Linked DNA regions of Mus musculus: regions 1 and 2 are each linked to region 3. A link is a contact called in public Hi-C data. All regions are on one chromosome and are shown on one strand. The core of a region is the stretch at or near the end of the contact, and the rest is flanking DNA. Distances in the headings are between cores, read along the strand shown.

Evidence for each region. Hi-C and Micro-C count contacts between places; a contact is called where the count stands out from the background.
Region 1: a Hi-C map of regulatory T cells shows a contact between it and region 3, with 8 times the contacts expected there. The contact joins the promoter of Tbc1d22a here to the promoter of Lmf2 in region 3. A contact is called at or near these places in 2 of 484 Hi-C or Micro-C datasets (CD4 T cells and regulatory T cells).
Region 2: a contact with region 3 is called in a Hi-C map of B cells, with 5 read pairs. The contact joins the promoter of Zcrb1 here to the promoter of Lmf2 in region 3. A contact is called at or near these places in 1 of 39 promoter capture datasets (pre-B cells) and 1 of 484 Hi-C or Micro-C datasets (B cells).

Annotation. Positions count from the first base shown.
Region 1 is chr15:86,213,037-86,215,832 of GRCm38.p6, reverse strand. Tbc1d22a (TBC1 domain family, member 22a) reads right to left here and starts at 1,374. Exons shown (of 13, transcript NM_145476.2): 1 at 1,197-1,374. The coding sequence starts at 1,258.
Region 2 is chr15:93,396,723-93,399,642 of GRCm38.p6, reverse strand. Zcrb1 (zinc finger CCHC-type and RNA binding motif 1) reads left to right here and starts at 1,309. Exons shown (of 8, transcript NM_026025.3): 1 at 1,309-1,480; 2 at 2,388-2,473. The coding sequence starts at 2,390. Pphln1 (periphilin 1) reads right to left here and starts at 1,293. Exons shown (of 9, transcript NM_175363.4): 1 at 1,182-1,293.
Region 3 is chr15:89,354,259-89,356,958 of GRCm38.p6, reverse strand. It overlaps Lmf2 (lipase maturation factor 2), which reads left to right and starts at 1,300. Exons shown (of 14, transcript NM_178919.4): 1 at 1,300-1,603; 2 at 2,142-2,395; 3 at 2,504-2,532; 4 at 2,662-2,700. The coding sequence starts at 1,510. Ncaph2 (non-SMC condensin II complex, subunit H2) reads right to left here and starts at 1,240. Exons shown (of 20, transcript NM_001115132.2): 1 at 1,016-1,240. The coding sequence starts at 1,123.

The sequences.
Region 1 (2,796 bases), core at 125-2,624, 3.1 Mb after region 3:
CTGAGTCTCGAGATGTGAAGGCAACAACAGAAGTCACACTGCCACATGCTTCTGTTTATCTGGCACTAGGCTCAACGTGTTTATCCCTGTCACAGTAGGACCTTCTACTCATCATAAACTATAATAATAGCTTTTATAAAAGTTCTTAACTATTCAAGCAAGCCCAGTCCAGGTCCTGTAAAAAATACAGTGTCTGGGTACCTCTGAGGACTTCCTCCATCTCCCAAGTCACTGTGGCCCAGCAGTCAGTAACCCGTGCCAAGCCCCAGCCACTTTGAAAAGCACATTTTGTGGTTGAATACAGTGGATATCCGAGTTTACAAATTTAACATTCACACAATGGTGTCTCTTAGGAAGCACAGGAAGACAGACCATTTTCCGAGCTCACGAATGGTTCTACTTAAGTTACCTCAATGTCAAAACCTTCAGGACTGGAGAGGTGGCTAATGTTAGAATCTTAAATTTCATATCTGAGACTTTGGCTAGAAAACAGAATAAACTATGTTTGAAATCTTGTGATGGAGTTTTCTGAAATACATTTCCGGGTACTGTCTCTTCACTCCCTAAGACCTAGAGAGGCATCAGGCCACATAACCAATCACAGAAGGACTTTGGAGCTCGATAGCTTCCAGACTGCACCCAGGTGTTTTTATTATTATTCTGTGTTTCCTGTTGCTGTCAAAAGACCGGTGTCCAGAGGCCAGAAGGTGGGACCACAGAAATTCACAAGGCGCTTCCACGCTCAAAGGAAAAGCATCAGCCCACATGTGACAGACGAAAACCCAAGTGCTCAAACCACTATGCACCCCGAAGAGACCGACCTCCCCTGCAGGCACTGCCTCTCCCTGGCCAGTTTCCTGACTCAACCAAACTCTCCAGGGCATGACCTGGGTCAGTTTCTTCCAGCTTCCCCAGGGAGTCATGGAGTTTCGCAGGAGAGAACCTGCCTGCCAGGCTCTGGAAGCACTTGGGGCAGCTCCTCGTCCTCCTTGCTCATTGGTACGGCCACTGTCACCTTTCATTTCCCACACGCCCACTGCCGACCCCGACTCCCCTAGCCCCTCACATAGCCCAACAGTCTCCTAGGAGCCAGGTTCTCCTCCCCAGACTCCTACGCCACCCGCACTGCAACGGGACAGCACGGCCACCTGACCTCTGACCCCTGACCCCGACCGGGTCCTCCCCGTCACACCCACCTGCCCGGGACCTTGCTGTTGCTGCGCTTCCAGAACTGCTTCCTGGCCCCGTCGCTGGCCATGGCCGCTCCTCATCCCTCAGATCCGCAACCCTGACACCCGAGAGCGGTCGGCCACACCTCCAGCGGCCCTCTCCTGTGCCCCGGCGGCCCCCTCAGAGACACCAGGACTCCGAAGCGTAGAGCCGAGAGGCGCTTCCGCCTCCGTCCGGAAGTTGTGACTCGGCGATTCCGGAAGTCCCGCCTTCGTTTCGGGCAGTGCTTGACGCCATGAGAAGGCGACGCTGGGATATGTGCGTGGCTGTAGCGCAGGGAGGAAAGCGGAGTCTGCGAGCTGCGTATGTTCTGGCGGCGCTGAGAGCGCTCGGGTCGAGCGGCACGGACTGAGGTCTCTGGATCCCGGCCTCTGATCCCCGGCCATGAACTCCGGAGCCGCGTGCGTCTGGGGTCCGAGTCGGTCTTATTTGCTCGCAGCCAACCAGCAAGTACCGAGAACCAGAAGGAGCACAGGCAGATCGGGACCCTGCTGCGGGCGGACAGGCGAGCGGGAGGATGGAGAGCTTCTCCCGCTGTAGTGTGGTCCAAGCCTCATCGCCAGGGCATTGACCCCGGATCAGTAAACACTGCACAGTGAGGTGAAGGAAGCGACTTCCACCGGAGCACATCTGAAGCGATGGCGGGGATCTGCCTGGGCTTCAGCTGAAAAACGAATAGGCACGGAGACACGAAGACTTCATCTTGCCGGCGCTTGCGTGCTTCCAAGACCGCAGTAAAGTGTGCTTAATTGTAAGATACATTCAAGATCCAAAAATCTTAATACGGAAATGTTAATTATAAGTTTACATTAAATGATACTTTATATATATTGGGTTCTGTAGAATATATTGTTATGTTTACTTTCACTTTTTGCTGTGTAGTGTAGCTACTTGAAATTACTTACGTGATTGGTGTAAAATTTCTATGATCTTAGACTCAAGGGTGAGAGGCTGGCATCTCAGGCCGGAGCTTTAGTGAAACACTGGTAATGCCAACTTGTGGCCTTTACTACTGAGAAACATATTCACGACAGCTGTCTCGTGCACTTTTTCTGCTTTTGATATGGTCTTCCTGTTTAACCCAGGCCCTGACTATATTCTCAAGACCCAGACTTCTAGACATATTGAAAGTGGTGTTGGGTTAGCACATGGTGGATGCAAGAAATCACACTAAAGAACCTTATATAGCTTAGCCCAGTTGTATGCCAGACTTATCCTCAGTACTCAGAGCAGGGTCAATGGCCTAGAGCCCTGTATCTCAACTTTGTTCCCATTCTTTAAGAGTAAAGCCTTCTGCAGCTCCTTTTAGACTGCAGCAGCTACCTGACTCCACTTTGACTCTGCAGAAAGGGGTGGCACCTGTTCCTCTTCATTTCCTGCACAGCCGGAGCCTTAGGAACTGAAATAGTACATCCCAAATGTTTGCTGTCTGGATGACAATACCGGGCTCTCTAGGAATCCCTTTTGACACAAGCATAGAAACTTCAGGAAATACCAGGGACAATGTCAACAGGTCCTAGGTGACCCCTTCAGGCACAACTTATGGAACATAGCCTTGGCTTCTCC
Region 2 (2,920 bases), core at 60-2,559, 4.0 Mb before region 3:
TAAGCAGACAAAATAAGATTCCAGGAGCACAGACGATGCGCTCAGGGTGAACTAAGGAAGGAGAAGCAGTGGTACCCCCAAATCGAGAGGAAGCACGAAACAGCGCGGAGAGTTAAGGCTCAAACAATTAGAAGACCAAAGGGGCTTACATCGTGGGCGATAACCAAGCACAACCGGGATGTGAAGCCTGGGAGTTTGGGCTGGCCACAAGTTTGCCATGAGAATTAGTCCCAGTGGTCCCTTGGTGGACGCCAAGGAATTAATGCCTCTCAAAACTCAGCGGCGCCCTGGGTGGATTGCACTTCGTCCCTCCGCTTCAGTCAGGATTGATTGTGCAGGCTCCACGACAGGCTCTGGGCTCCGGGCTGCTGACACGCAGGTTCCCAGGGAGTAGTTACAGGCCTGGTCTGTACGTGCTGGTGGGTAGAAGTTAAGTTTAAACTACCGGGCAAAATAAGCATTCGGATTTCTCTGTAGAAACGACGAGCTCTTAAAGAATAATCAGTGTAGCCGGGCGGTGATGGTGCACGCCTTTAATCCCTGCACTCTGGAGGCGAGGCGGGCGGGATCTCTGAGTTCGAGGCCAGCCTGGTCTACAGAGCGAGTTCCAGGACAGCCAGGGCTACACAGAGAAACCCTGTCTCGGAAAACAAAAAAATAATCAGTGCGTACCCATTCCATATTTTCAGAAAGGAAAAAATAGTAATAAACAACGGGACGATGGAGCTGAACATCTGTCCGTGCCAGTACTCAAGAATGGGTCACTGTGTGACTCCAACTGTCCCCACGTGGGCTTTGTCTCCCCGGCCACACTGACATTCTCAACAGCAAGTGGATTATTTTGGCACTCTTTTGTCCGTCTCTCAAAGTGCCTATTACAGAGTCGGTTAGGTCCAAAAAATAAAAAATAAGATAAAAACCCAGACTTCCTGACTGACCTGGCGTCACTGAAGTTGCCTGGCTGAGAACTCCCCTTTTGCTTACTAAACTCCTGCCGAGAAGCGGAACCTGGGTCTCACTCTCCTCCACACTTCGCTTTCCTCCCGCATCCACTGAGTCCCTCTCCAGGTTCCACTAGGAGTCCAGAATAAAGCACATCTCCATCGCCGCAGGAAACGTCCGCCCGCCCGCCCGCCGGCCGCATGCGCCCCTCGCGCCTCTGCGGAGAGCCACTCGCTCACCTACGTCCCACTGCTGAGCCTCCGCCTCTGTCGCCGCCGCCTCTGTCGCCGCCGCCTCAGCCGCCGGTGAAACCCGCGAAGCCAGACGTCCGCTCGCCCTAAAGGCACTTCCGGCGCGCGCGGTGACGTCGCCCGGCGCGCCAGCCTCCGGCCCGGGGCCGTCGGGGTTTGGGGGAGTCGGAAGGAGCGCTGCACCGCGCTGCGTTCGCGGACGCCCGCGCTTTTGCGCGCCGCGGAAGGCAGCCGGAGGTGAAGCCGCCGCGGGCTCGCATCCTCTCCGCTTCGCCTCTGCGCCGAAGGTAAGCTCCCACGGCGCCGGGCCCAGGAGACGGCCGCGGCCCGGGCCTCCGCCTCGGCCTCCGCCTCGGCCTCGGCCTCGGCCTCGGCCTCGGCCTCGACCCTGACCCCAGCTCCGGCCCCAGGAACGTCCAGCCGGGGTTAGCATTTCTCAGAGTGAGAAACTGGAAACGCGACAAGCAGGTTTTGGCTAGCTAAGGCTTTTTGAATAATCCTCCTACTGGGCCAGCGGGGCGCCCTCCGGGGTGCCGGGTCCATTGTCATTCATAGGGGTTCTTAACACTTGCTGCCGACCGACGCGATCGTTTCACCTGTAATTTGCAGAGTTTTAACAGTGACGTTGATTACTAAGCACATTGATAAATATACAGGTTAATGTCCCATTCAAAGTAGGTAATCCATGTAATAGAGTGTCATTTCATGATTTGGTTGTGCACGAAATTTAAAAATCTAAAGAACTTTATCAAAATGTGAAACTACCCCAAGCTTAACAAAACCGAGTCTCTGTCGTCATGGCCTACCTATATCAGTAATCCATATATACAGACGTAGATACAGGAGTTTTTTTAAAAACAAGAACAAAAGAGGCGGGGTAGACAGGTGTCCCTTTCGGAGGTGGGCGAATCCTTGGGAAACATCTTTTCCGCTTTTACCCTAAGAAGGCGTTAAAAATAGCCTTGTGGCTTCTCCATCTCTCTAAAACCCCTCTTCAATCGCACCGCAGCCCTAAAAGGCTTAACACCCGCTGCTAGAAAAGGAATATGGTAATTCACACCCTACCCACACTGGTACTCTAATCTCTTTAAATGAATGGAGCCTGAGGAATTCTACCCTAATTAAGTCAGTGATGGTCCTTGTTTGGTTCTACTTGGAGTAAGATTCCCAATGTCTCCTTTTTTTCCGTTTTAGAAATGAGCGGTGGCTTGGCGCCAAGTAAAAGCACAGTTTATGTATCCAACTTGCCTTTCTCCCTAACAAACAATGATTTATACCGGGTAAGTTGTATGTACATCTAACTAATGGATTCTTTCTTTAGAGACAATCTGAAGCTTAAGCAAAAATACTGCTCCCTGGGAAAATTTTTAGTTGATATCTTCTGCAAATTTTAGTGGGAAATTTTTCAATTTTGTTTTAATTTCCCAAAGAGAATTTGTTGTTTGTGTGTTTTTTCGAGGCAGGGTTTCTCTGTGCCTGACTGGCCTAGAACTCACTCTGTAGAACAGGCTATCATAGAACTCAGAGATCTGCCTTCCTCTGCCGCCTGTACTTGAGTGGTGGAACACTTGCCTAGAGTAGTTATCACACACCTGTAACCCCAGCACAGGGGAAGCTGAGGTAGGAAGATCAGCTTGGACAATTTAGACCCCATCTCACGAAAGAGAAAAGAGATACTGAATTAGGCTTGGAGGTGAGATTTTAGACTGAATGATAAGAAATAACCT
Region 3 (2,700 bases), core at 51-2,550:
AGATTTTCTATTTTTAAGGGAAAGAAGACTCCACCCCAAGAAGCTCGACACTTAAGAAAGAAAACAGAAGCAGTCAAATAGAAATCCTAAGAGCACTGTTTCAAAAAGGAAGCTGTCAGACCGAGAAATCTCCCCAACAGGGCACTTCGAGCGTCTCTTTTATTTTTAAATACGAAGACCACTACAGTTCGAGTTGAGACCTGTAACTATTCAGTAGTGGGATCCGATTGTGTTGAGCCAAAGTGTGAACGTGCAGAAACGGAGCAGACAGTGACTGAATAGACCTGAACTTAAAAAAAAACAAAACGGAGGAATGGAATGCTGATAGGCTAGATTACGGCGAGGGGCTGGGCCACCAACAGGATGGGGGAGGGGGCGGATCCTTCTGGACAAAACTGGTTCAAATTAAGAGCCTGGGGTATGGGTGCGTCGCACTGCGGGAAGATCGTGTGGGCGGGGCTTGAGGTCTAAGATACAAAATCCCTTTTCCTTCGGGAACCAGATCTCTCTCCATTACTGTAAGAGTCCTGGTATGGTAGGGTTGATTGGTAGTTGCAAATAATCGGGAGACTGGGACAGAAGACTTCGGGTTTAAGACCTGCCTTGGCGCCTGGCTCAAGAAGAAAAACAGGTTCCAAAAAAAAGCTCGGTGGTAGAGTGCCTGCCAAACCTGTCCAAAGCCCCAGGTTAAATCCGCCCCCAAAAGGGGAAAACAAAAAGTTTGCTTCTTAATGTATTGTATTCCCCCAAAGAAAACGGAAATAATGTACTTGTTGGAGAAAAATGATTATCATCCAACCAAATCGACTTCACAGCTCGCTAACCGACAGAGGCCTGAAAAGGACAGCTCCGGGAGAATCTAGCTGAAAGTTTCGAGAGGCAGGCTGGATTTTGAAGGGGGGTGAGGAAAGAAACAAGACTGCGGATGACACACCAGACGGCTACAGACCCGGAGGCGGGGGGTGGCAATGCAGCCTGAGCGCCCAGGCCGATGCCATTCCCCCGCCGCCCTCACCTCCTCCAGATACTCGCCCAGCTGTGCCGCCACGTCCACCTCCCAGTTCTTAGTGAGATCCCGGATGGGCTGCAAGAGGTGAGCAAAGCGCACCTCCACATCCTCCATGTCTAGAACGGGACTAGAAGCCCGGAACCATGGCTCAACCCGCTACTGGTTCTGGCGCCATTTTGGTGCTCCCGCCCCGGAAGTACGTAGCCAGGGCACTGCGCGCACACGTATGACGTCAGGCGGGCCCAGTTTCGAAGAAGTAAAGAAGCGGGCCCGACGGGGGCGGGGCCTACACCGGGGGCGGGGCTCCGTGTCTAGGGGGGGGGCCTGGAGGAGCGGAGGAGACTAAGTTTCTAGGTGGTTAGCGGTGAGTTCTTTGGCACTGGGTGGAGCTCAGTGACCCGACCGGACTGACGGATTCCGGCTGCGGCGTGGGCCAGAGGCCGGGCTGGGGGCAGCTAGGAGACTAGAGGGCACTACTTCGGCAAGACCGCGTAGCGGACATGGCGAGCTCCCGGGTCCCACAGCAGCTTTTCCTACAGGGTGTGGCCGCTGTCTACTTGTTCGCCTTTGCGTCCCTCTACACCCAGATCCCAGGTGAGGGCGCGGAGGGGTTGAATCGTCACACGTGGACGTGGTAGCATCCCTTCCTTCACTGCCCTCTGAGGCGGGTGTAAAGTCCAGGCCTCTCTCTGCGCGGGATTAAGGGGTGGTAGTTTGCGGGCAACAAAAGTGGAGGAAAAAGAAGCACAAGGGTCGATTTCCCTTAACTATTAGTAGTCTCATCTAGGCTTAGGGAAAAACCCCGAGGGGAGTGGGTGGCAGATTTCTACCTGGACTCTGTGGGCAGGTAAGAGAGGGATGCGCTCTAATTGACAGAAGGTGCTGACCCAGAATCAGGTCTTCTGAACCTGGTGTTGGGGGTCAACAATTTCCAACGTGAGAGAGAGAGACCATCTGGTAGACAGAGCAAGCCCTGCCTGGGATGGGAACATCTGCAAGCACAACCTGGAGTTGGGGGTTTGGGACATCTGCATGCCAGGAGCTGGTGGTGGAGCATCTCCGGGGCCTAAGTTCATGTGCATGTTAGACTGGGAAGATGTCTAAGACTTGGCCCTGACATACCCTCCCACAGGCCTCTATGGCCCAGAGGGCATCCTTCCTGCTCGAAGAACACTGCGGCCCCAAGGCAAGGGCCTGTGGCAGCAGCTGTGGGAAACACCAACGCTGCTGTGGGAGGCACCAAGACTGGGGCTGGATACTGCCCAAGGTCTGGATTTACTGACCTTATTGGGCACCGTGCTAGCCCTGGGCGCCCTGCTCCTGAACTCTCTGAGACACCCCTTCGTCTACCTGCTGCTCTGGGTTGCATACCGATCAGCCTACCAGGCAAGTGAGACACTTAAAACTTCAGCCTTCATCTAACCCACCCTCTCTCTCTGCCTCACCTGATGCAGCAGACACACAGTGGCTCCCTGACCACTTCTCTCCCTACAGGTGGGCCAAGTGTTCCTTTATTTCCAGTGGTGAGTGATTCCGGGGGCCCAATCTGCCTGAGGCCACTGGGCAGGGTTGTTTGCCTCTCCTGGGAGGACCCTGGGAGGTTCCTATTAAGCAACCTAAATAGGAAATTTAGGATATTTCCCTCCCTATAGGGATTCCCTGCTGCTGGAGACTGGCTTCCTAGCTATACT